Linked DNA regions of Sus scrofa: region 2 is linked to region 1. Evidence: chromatin contacts called from public Hi-C data. All regions are on one chromosome and are shown on one strand. The core of a region is the stretch at or near the end of the contact, and the rest is flanking DNA. Distances in the headings are between cores, read along the strand shown. Region 1 overlaps LOC102165008 (a long non-coding RNA gene). Region 2 overlaps SYT1 (synaptotagmin-1).

Evidence for each region. A called contact is a pair of places that touch in the nucleus more often than the background predicts.
Region 2: a Hi-C map of omental adipose tissue shows a contact between it and region 1, with 1.6 times the contacts expected there. A contact is called at or near these places in 13 of 47 Hi-C or Micro-C datasets (alveolar macrophages, brain, embryonic fibroblasts and 8 more) and 1 of 2 datasets of targeted methods (skeletal muscle).

The regions. Positions count from the first base shown.
Region 1 is chr5:101,818,039-101,823,008 of Sscrofa11.1, forward strand. It overlaps LOC102165008 (a long non-coding RNA gene), which reads left to right. Exons shown (of 4, transcript XR_002344360.1): 1 at 1-2,600. Among named protein-coding and RNA genes, the nearest start is that of PAWR, 130 kb to the left of the region's middle.
Region 2 is chr5:101,913,841-101,918,810 of Sscrofa11.1, forward strand. All of the region lies in intron 10 of SYT1 (synaptotagmin-1), which reads right to left. Among named protein-coding and RNA genes, the nearest start is that of PAWR, 220 kb to the left of the region's middle.

The DNA of each region.
Region 1 (4,970 bases), core at 888-3,387:
GCTGGCTCCGTGGCTTTAATGGTCTCACCGAGAGGCTCCCGACCCGGAGGGTGGCCTGAGGGTTCATTTCTCCAGCTCGGGATGGGGAGGAAGGTACTCACGTCTGCTGGCATTTCTGTCTGTGACTCTGGGGAGTCTTTCTATCCCAGATGCATTTTCGGAGGACACGGGAACCCTGCCTAATGAGAAAGCCATTCATTCTGAGTGGAGGAGGAGAAGAAAAAAAAGCGAAACAAAAGTTCCTTTCCTGGAGTTCCCATCGTGGCTCAGTGGTTAGCGAATCCGACTAGGAATCATGGGGTTGCAGGTTTCATCCCTGGACTTGCTCAGTGGGTTAAGGATCCGGCATTGCCGTGAGCTGTAGTGTAGGTCGCAGACGCGGCTCGGATCCCGCGTTGCTGTGGCTCTGGCGTAGGCCGGTGGCTACAGCTCCGATTCAACCCCTAGCCTGGGAACCTCCATATGCCACGGGAGCGGCCCAAGAAATAGCAACAACAACAACAACAACAAGACAAAAAAAAAAAAAAAAAAGTTCCTTTCCTGGAAACAGGCCACACTGATTATACATTCGTAATAATCAAGCCTGAAGCCCAGCTGTCATGTCCTGAAACAACTCCATTTAGCCAAATTACAGGTGGGCTCTTGTGGACTGCTTATCTTTTCCTGGCTGGCTGTTTTTGTTCCCAAATCTTGGGTGTGGAAAGGTGAGCCGGAAGCCAAGAGGGGTCTGTTCCCTGATTCCCTGGGGTGGCGGCCCATAAAGACGGTGCCCAGAAGAAACGGCCGTGAAGCCTTCTCGGTAACGCTCCTGGGGTGTGAGGGGGGTTGAGGGCCACGGGTGTGTCTGCAAGACGCTCGAATCCCTCTCCACCCTCTGCCAACATTCCGCCTGGTCAGGTTTTGCTGTCAGGAGTCACAGCCTGTTCTCCCAACTTGGTTTGTCTTTCTCCACTTTGTTCTCCGTTTGCCGCTGTGAAGCCCACGGGGGGGCCCAGCCCTGGGAGCTTCCTGGTGAAATAATCGTCTTTCAAGTGTGGGGCTGCTTTTCAGCTCCATCCTCCTTTTTTTGTTGAGTTGGAATCCCCGCCCAACTCACTCCAATAAACGTCTCCTCTGGGCGTTTTCCCCTCAAGACGTGGTAGGAACTCCTGATCCTTTGAGGGAAGAGAATAGGAAGCAGGAGCGAGGCCTTTGGGCAAGTCTGAGTAAACAGTGCTGACCTTGTGTAAAGGGCGCTCATGTCGCTAAACGGCCGTGGAAATACAAAAGATAAGAGGAAGGACACAGCAGCCCTGTCCAAATATGGCCCACTTGAACGCTGGATGGTATCTCGGCCTGGCAGGAAAATTCCAGATGTCCCTCTGGCTGCAGATGTTTCACCTTATCTGCCTCTGCTGATAAACGGAAGACGAGCTTGGTATCGGGAGGTGCTGGTTGTCTGAAGAAGTGCAGCACTGGTGTTGGGGCGCCTCTCTGCCCGCGCCCTAGCCTTTGCCCGACGCCTCGGATACACCCTGACTTATCATTTCACCCGGACCTGCCCTCAGTGGCTTCGTTTGCATGGCTTCTTCCAATGCGGATCCCAGAGGAGCCAGAGACGGCCCGTCCCCTGTGCCTCGGGGTGCTGTTGAGTCACGGGAAGGGGAATTCTGCCCCCCCCCCCCAAAGCCCAAAGCTGCTAGCGACTTTGTTTTTTCTGGCACACTAACTAGGCCCAAATCTCCTGGCCTCCAGTTCACACTCCCAGTGCCTCCAGCAGAGAGAAACGTGGCTCTTGCTCCCTCATGTTTGCACATATGACGAGTCTACTAATAGCTTCTGACCGGTCGGGCAGCCCTGCTTTTGAGCAAGCCAAACACTTGTAACCTGAACGTGGAAACACAGCACAGTTTTGTACAAAGAAGGCTGTGCAGATTTTTAACTCCTTTTGCTCCCGACGGCAGCCTAGGAGAGAACTTCCAAACTTCAGCAGAAATGCAGGACAGAAATGCAAGTTTAAGCTCCAGCTTCTGGGCTGCACACTTGAGCAAGATCATTACAGATAGAACAGAACCTTTGACCCGGGCAGTTCAGGCTGCGCTGGGAGGTGCATCTGGATGGATCCGCCCCGAGGTAGTGTATTTACAATGAGAATTGAAGGAAGAGTTTTGAAACATCCTGTCACAGGATGTACTGACGCGCCTGCCTGAACAGGCGGCGGAGGAAACCGGGAGCGGGTGCGGGATCGGTGACCACACCGCCCTCTGGTGGTTTTCCCGAGAAATAAACGAACGAGCTGCAGGTGGACCCAAGGTCTGCGGCAAATTGACCCCAATCAGCTCCCCAGCGGTGTGTTGTTGAGAGGGAGGAGGCGGCGAGGGAGGGAGGGGGAGAGACGGGAAGGGAGAGGATTCCTGCCCACGGCTTTCACCTCTGGGGCCCTAGCGACGGACCGGCCGACTGAGGTCCAGTTTGGGCCTCGGGGCAAACCCCTTGCCCCAGCTTTCCAGCAAGGGATGCTAGTGACAAATCTTGACTGCGTATTTGGACCAGGGCCCCGGGTTCCTTTCTAGCCGCCGAAGCTTTGCCCCTGCTGCTTCTGGCCTGCATTCCCTTTCGAGGTAAGTCCTTCTCTATGCTGGGGGGCTGAGGGTGGGGGTGGCCCCCAGCCCCTGCAAAGGCTCCTGAGACCAAGCGGCCTCTCTGGCACCCTCCGCTCTTCTCCTGGGTTCTTTTTTTGGGCCTGTCATCCTTTCAAACACTGGGGCTGTGCAGGGCACACGGAAGGGCGCTGGCCCTGCGAGCTCCCCGGCTGCCTGTGGGAGGAATGTGTAGGGCTGTTGCAGCCCTTAGGGCAGGACAGGCATGCGGAGCATCTCAGGCGCTGCTTTTTGGGCCCACGGAAGGGAAGTGTGGGCCGGGGGGTGGGGGGGGCTTCACAAACACCTCGGATCACAAGGCCCTCGGGCCGAGGATCGGGTTCTGAAGCCGGTCTGCTCTTCGAGTCCTTGCCTGCCCGCTGACCCGGGAACAGAGAGGCCTGGGGCCAAGGGATCGTGTGGCCGGCTGTAGATACTCAGAGTTACCGTGGCTCTTCGTCTTGGAGGTGGGTTGCTGTGTTGGTTTAGTCGGATTCAGCAGAGTCGGTAAACACGGGGAGGCAAGTGTGCTGCCATCCGTGTTTTCAGGGCTGGGGTGCAGGGCCCTGGCCCTGGGTTTGCTTCACCCTGGACCTTCCCGGCGTCTTACTTCATCCCAGGAAAGGAAGCGGACCATGCTGGGCGTTTGACTCAGACCCGTCACCGCGTCCCCGGCTGGCTCTCTCGTCACACTCCCTTTTCACTTGGTCATGAGCGTTTGCATGGAACGCTCCTCCTTACGAGGGCACCGGTCAGCCCCCGCCCCCACCCGCTTTCGTGACTCTCGGAGTCTCACGCGGATCCCATGATGTGGTTGACGGTGTCACAGGAGGCTCCGGTTTGGAATCAGGATTTACCCATGATCCTGAGGCGTATCTGGCTCTTGAGGAAAACTTACTGCTCCCCGCAAACACTGCAGCCACGTGGCGGCATCACCCTGGGTCGCTTCCGTCTCCATCAACGTCTCCCGGGACACATGACCGTGCCCCTTGGGACGGGCAACACGTCCCTCACACTCAAGGGGTGCACAGACTAGCCTGTGTGGCCGGTTCTGTGAGCCTGTCCTTGTGTCGGGGTGTAGACGTGCAAGGATTTCCTTTTCCCCGTAATCGCTGCTGCGTCCTCCCCAAACTCTCCGCCTGCGGGCTTGGACGCGCTTGACGGCGTCTCAGCCTGATTCTCCCACTTTCTTCAAAGTGTCGCTGAAATCTCAAGACTCGGGAGTGTTCGTTGTAGTTTCAAAATCATTTTCTGTTCAGAGGCCGCCTCCTGCTCGTGCCCACCCCTCAGGAAGCCAGGCCCCTCCCACCCCCGCGCCCTTGGCTGTGGTGCCCTCTGATGTAGGAGCTGAAGCTGGCAGTGACCCCTCTGGCTGGTCTGCTTCCAGCGAGGTCCTGTGCCCGCGTCTCCTCTCCGTAGGCGGTGGCTGCTCATCTGGCCGACACTGAGCGTCCCACGCAGAAGCGTCTGAGAGCAGTGTCTCTCTGGGGGCGCATGTGCTGGTGCCTCAGGGGTGCCCAGGCCGCCCCTGGCCACGCTCCGGGTGGAGCCCTCCCTCAGGTGCCATGTCCTCTTTCGGCCGTGGTACCCATCGCATCAGGGGAAAGCGAGGCGGCTGAAGCCCGGCCTCCGTCCTTGGAGTCCGTCAGAGCCAAGCGGAAGCTCTTCTTCTTGCTGCTCCCAAGAGGGCAATGCAGCCCACCTTCTAGCACCTTCTCTCAGCTGCAGCATCTCTCTGGCTCCCTCCTCCAGTCTCAACGCTCTGCCTCCGTTCAGACCAGAGCCAGCCTCCGAACCTCACCTGGGCGGTAAGGGCGGGAAGCACCAGCCCAGCTCATTCTTATCCTGCGAGGGCCCCGATTCCACACCCACCTTGTCCGTAGGGGGAGCTGGTGGGCAGACGGCGGCCCCGCTTCAGGACTCTCTCCTCCAAGAGGCCACCCTGTCCGTTTCTCACCCTCCTCTGTTACCAAAGAAGCGCATCTAACACGTGACCGTCTCCAGTTCCTGCTCGAAGGCCTCCCCCCATCCCTAAGTTCCCCAGACGGGGAATGTGGGGTGGAATTTTGTGGTACCTGCAGGCCTTCCTCCACAGGTCTTGACATGAAGTGGGAGACAGACGTTTGCTATGCGGTGACATCCCGGTCCTCGGCTCTGGCGTCATTCTAGAGCCAATCAGTCTGGACCTGGACCTGGGACCTGGGTCTTGGTAATTGAAAAAAAAAAAAAAAAATCCAGTGCTGTTGGTTCACAGCGAAGGTCAGGAAGCTGACCTGACCCCTGGAGGGCGGAGCGGGATCCGCAAGGACACCGAGTAACATTAATCCTGAAGCGAGACGGGGTAGAATAAGG
Region 2 (4,970 bases), core at 1,226-3,725, 96 kb after region 1:
ATGAGATTTTTTACACCAGTGAAAACGTGGTTTGTTAAAGTACAGAGGCTTTAAAAAAATATTTAGGAAAAAAGAGCCCTATTTCTCAACTCCAACTTAGAGGAGGCTGCCATCTGGGATGTATTGTTAAAGGGATTTTTACCAAATGAATGTTTCTGTCAACTAACTTATGACTTCGAGAGAAAAACTGTATTGAGCTCTGAAACAGTCAATAGATGAATTCTTTAGCATTAAGTCATATTGCCACAGAAAGGAACAAAAACAGTATAATTTGTGCCATGAACGGACAGCATAATCTATTGCTCTGTTTTGGAGACATGCAACTTATTTTCTCAATTTCATCATTATGTGGAGAAGAGTGTGGTTGGGTGTTTAAAAGATTGAAACCTTGACGGCGATGAAACGTTTATTTTGTTAGTGCTGCTTCTGCAAGAATGCTCAGGCATTACAAAATGATTTTTGAAATGGTATGACAATATAACCAACTAAAAAAAAAAAAAAGCAAATCATATTAATTAATTCTTGCATTCCCCCAACTGTAAGACATTGTTAGAAATGAAAGCGGCCAGAGTATAAAAAAGAAAAAATGATATATTTTTAGAACGACGTCTCTTTTTCTTTCTTTAACTTCTCTCTTTATCAATGCAAATGTTCATGTTTTCATCTCTGTAGGATTCTTTTCTCACTGCATTCCACAAGTCCAGAGAAACTCGCTGGAACTCATACAAAACCCTCTCCTGCTACCATATTAGGAATCAAAATGTGTAGCAGAAACCCACTGCCAAGTCGAGATAATCAACAGGGAATGTCTGTGCCTTCAAGCCAAATGAGTGCAGAAAAATGATCAAGGCAGCAGAATAAATAATGAAACTGAGGACTGGCTTCAGGTGATGGTTTTGCTGTATCCCACTCACTAAGAAAGCTGTGCTGGAAATTTCTATACCTCTTGGCTATTCAGGGACCAGTCTGGTAAGGTCTCATTTTACTGTGGATATGCTAGGTCACAAGTGGAGAAAAGTGAAATAATTTATCTCTTTCTTATTAACGACGTCAAAAATTGTTGTGGTTGCCTGCCTCATAAATCTTCTACCTTAATACCAAGTTGGTTCTGCAATCCTTTTTTAGATTTCCTTTTTCCAACTTTTGCAAAGGGTCTATGAGCATAAGGAAGCCCAGACAACTTTCCTGGCTGATGTGTTTACTCCAAGTGAAACTGATTATAAGATTAGTTCTATTTTCCTAATTTACACGCAGCACTTGATCCATCAAATACTTGACTGGAAACAAATTTTTAAGTAATGCATGTGACAAATTAATAGATGCTTCAGACCACAACACAGTGGTTCTGGAAACCTAGCAAGGGACAGGATGGGGATTATACAGTGAAGGCTGAGCAATTATCTAGTGAATTAAACGGACTATTGTGGAACTAACTGCCTGCTTGATTAAGATAGTAATGATTACACCTGAGAATGTTATGCTGGAACGATGAAAAATTTGACCTTGCAGCCACATTTCATAAATTTTAAAGGAGACATGGGCAAGACATGTGATCAGAGAACAGAAGATTTCATAAATCAAGACAACGGATGACAGGAGCCTGGGTGAGAGCATATTTGTAGACCCAGGATGAAGCAAAGAACTTAGAGCTATTACCATGTAATCTGTTTGCCACAACTCCCTGGGAAATTACAATTGTCAGAGAAATAATAGACCCATGGCCAAACTGCTTTTGGCCATACTACCTGGATGAAAAAAAACAACAAAGGAAAAAAGGTGCTCTGGGATATTTGGAGGTGTAGGAATAAAGCAACAACTTGGTCTTCCTTGAATATTTTTAGCTTGCAATAATTTGCAAAGTTTTCCCGGATCTTATTTGACCCTCTCTGAGGACCTCCTCACCCCCTTAAGCCACACGAGGGCACAGGCTGAATCAACTCTGCTGCATAACTTGCTCAAAGTCTCAGTAAGATTGTGCACTAGATCTCACACCCTTGCTCTCTGCCAAACTCCCACTAACGCCAGTCTAGGAGGAGCGTCTGTGCTTTCTGGGGGCTCCTTTCCTTTGCAGTGAGACTTAATAGCGGCTCCCTCCTTGTTCATTTGGTTGTTCGGCCTTCTGCGTGAGCAATTTTTAGTTCTCCAATAGTTGTGGGACTCTACAACTTGGCTTCGGGGAGGCAGAACTAAACCCCGGGATTGACGAACAGGCAGGAAATGCCCTTTGTTAGGACTGGGGACGTGGCCCAGATGCCTTGGGTGCTGCTGCCATCTCCTGTTCGGAGAGGCTCAGCCCGACCTGCCTTTACATACATTTGCTGTCAATTCGTGTCGCGCCCAGGACAGACTGACTCTGCGCAGGAGTCAGGATGTTCCTCCAGCATTTGTGGTTCCCTCTTCAGCATGTTCTAGAGGCAGCATCTTTTGGTGGCCACTGTTAGAGGTGGTATGAACAGGATTAAGGGAGGGAAGACTGTTGTTTGCAGGAGAAGGGAGCTGGGGGGCCGAGGTCTTCGTGAGGTGGAGATGCGGTCAAGGTGAGGAGGAGGAGAAGTCTGGTCTACTCTGGGGTCCTGCACGAAGCGCCGCTCACACAGGAGCCTCTCTGGGCCAGGGACACACTCCTTTATGGGAAGCAGCATAAAGACTCTGATCCTTGGAATTCCCATTTTGGCTCAGGGGTAATGAATCCGACTAGTATCCATGAGAACGCGGGTTCAACCCCTGGCCTTGCTCAGTGGATTGCAGATCCAGTGTTGCCATGAGCTGTGGTCTAGATCGCAGATGTGGCTCGGATCCTGTGTTGCTGTGGCCGTGGTGTAGGCCAGCAGCTGCAGCTCTGATTCGACTTCTAGCCTGGGAACTTCCACAGGCCACAGGTGTGGCCCTAAAAAGACAAAAAAAAAAAAAAAAAAAAAAGGAATCTGATCCTCTTCTCAGGAGGGATCATCAGAGAAGCTGTGATGTATCCAAGAATCACAGATGTGCTGTAGATAGACGCACCTACAAGCGAGGTCAAGAACTGGGATGGCAGTGGAGCAAAGAAGATTCTGGATCTTCTCAGAGTTTAGTATTTGCATGCGTGAGAATGTGACAATCAGTGGTACAGCAGGTGGGGATAACTATTCCAGGATTGAAGCTGTTCTTTGTCTCATGGCTTCCTGACTAATGCCTGGGAAGCGTGTCTAGGGAGCAGCTAGGTAATGGGGCTGTGGGAGGGGAAGTGGGGTAGAGAGTTGGCAGGGCCACCGCCTGGTGCTAAAGGATCGACAGGTGACACTGACCACATCACCCATCACCCAGGACCTTAACGTATTTGTGGGAAGGCCTCTTTCCTCCTCAAAAACAGAAGAGGCTGCTGTCTTATGAACGTCTCTTCCTTTCAGAATAGTTTTTGATGCTAAATTTAAGTTGATTTCCCTGGTTAATGGGAGAGGCCCACATGGTATGATGAGTCACAGGTAGAAAATCCCCCCAGGGGGAGTTCTGGTGATGAACCCAGAGATGAGTGAGTCATGAAGGAGTAAAAATAGAATACAGGTTCCCTGCCCAGTGATTCTGCCTAGAACCCAGCTTCCACTTCCAGCCATGGCCAGTGGTCATTCCCATGGCACCGAACACCAACTTCTCAGTCAATGCCCTGCTGGTATAATCGCTCATGTGCAAATGCTCTTTTTTCCCATCTGGTCACAAACACAGCAACTTGAAAACAGCTCTGAAGCTCACCCAGTTAGGTCCTGCCCAAATATGTCAGGCTCACCATTGTCATTCTGTGACAGACTGTCACCAGGAAGATACATCTAGATTTAAGTCTAAGCAAAAAGGGAACTTGGCAAATCTTTCTCTTGACAGCCAACATGAAAAAATTAGGCTCCATAAATAGTAATCCATCTCCCTGAAGACCTGGGAAGTTCTTGCCCTGTAACTACGTCAATGATTATGAGTATTGGATTCAGTCTAACGACGCAGTATGAGCCAGCATCCTAGGTCCTGAGAGTGTCCGTGCTGGGCGAGGCAGGGAAGCTTCCTGGGCTTGCGATGGGCTGTACCTTCGGTGCCGTGTACTCGGCCGACCACCACGTGGCCTCTGTGCCTCAGGTGGAGCTCACTTGGTCCCACGTGTCCTGGTTTGTGGCTATGACTCTCCACCGAGGCTGAGGCTTACCTCACAGATGAATTCAACCCTGTAGCTCCTGATGCTGAAGGGTCGATTCTCGAAGGGTCTGGTGAGGGGCCTGGCCGGACGTCTGCCCGGCGTATCTGCAGAGGCTAATACTGTGAGGATGTGGAGAGAGGATGTTTGGGAGCCAAGGCAAGCGTGGTATTCATCTGATTCTTGCTCAGAAGTGGCTGCTTAACCATTCTTACTCTAGTGTTTCGTTTTTTAAGGAGAGTAAAATGGCTTACTAAGATCAACCACTGTAATTTGATCTGCCATTCATGGGAACTGCATTAGGTCATTGAGGCTTCCGACCGGACAGACAGCTATCAGGTGGCCCTGGTATCTGATACATGAACACTACTGGGTCTTTCTGTTTTGCTGTTACGCTATGACATCGATACTCAGACCAGAGGGCAAGTCCGTTGTCAGTGCTGCTACCGCTTCTCCTTGCAGCGCTGACTTCCCTTCCAATTTGATAGAGTAAAATGGATTCCAAGGCCCATTTATAAAATATGACTCAGCTTAATATGTTTAAAGATAAACACACAGATTAAACAACACCGACACCCAGACTGGTTGGAGAATTTCTCCGGTGGCATTGTTCCTGCCATCCAGAAACTTCCAAGACACCTATGCTCAAACTTCAGCCTATATTGGAATCACCCGGAAGGCTTCTTAAAGACCCGCGGCGGCCCGCTCCCAGCTGCCGTGGATCTTGGGTGAGGGTCTGAGAATTTGCATTTCTAACAATGTCTAGGTGTAGTCGATGCTGCTGGGCCTGGGACCCCACGCTGAGTCACGCACGTTT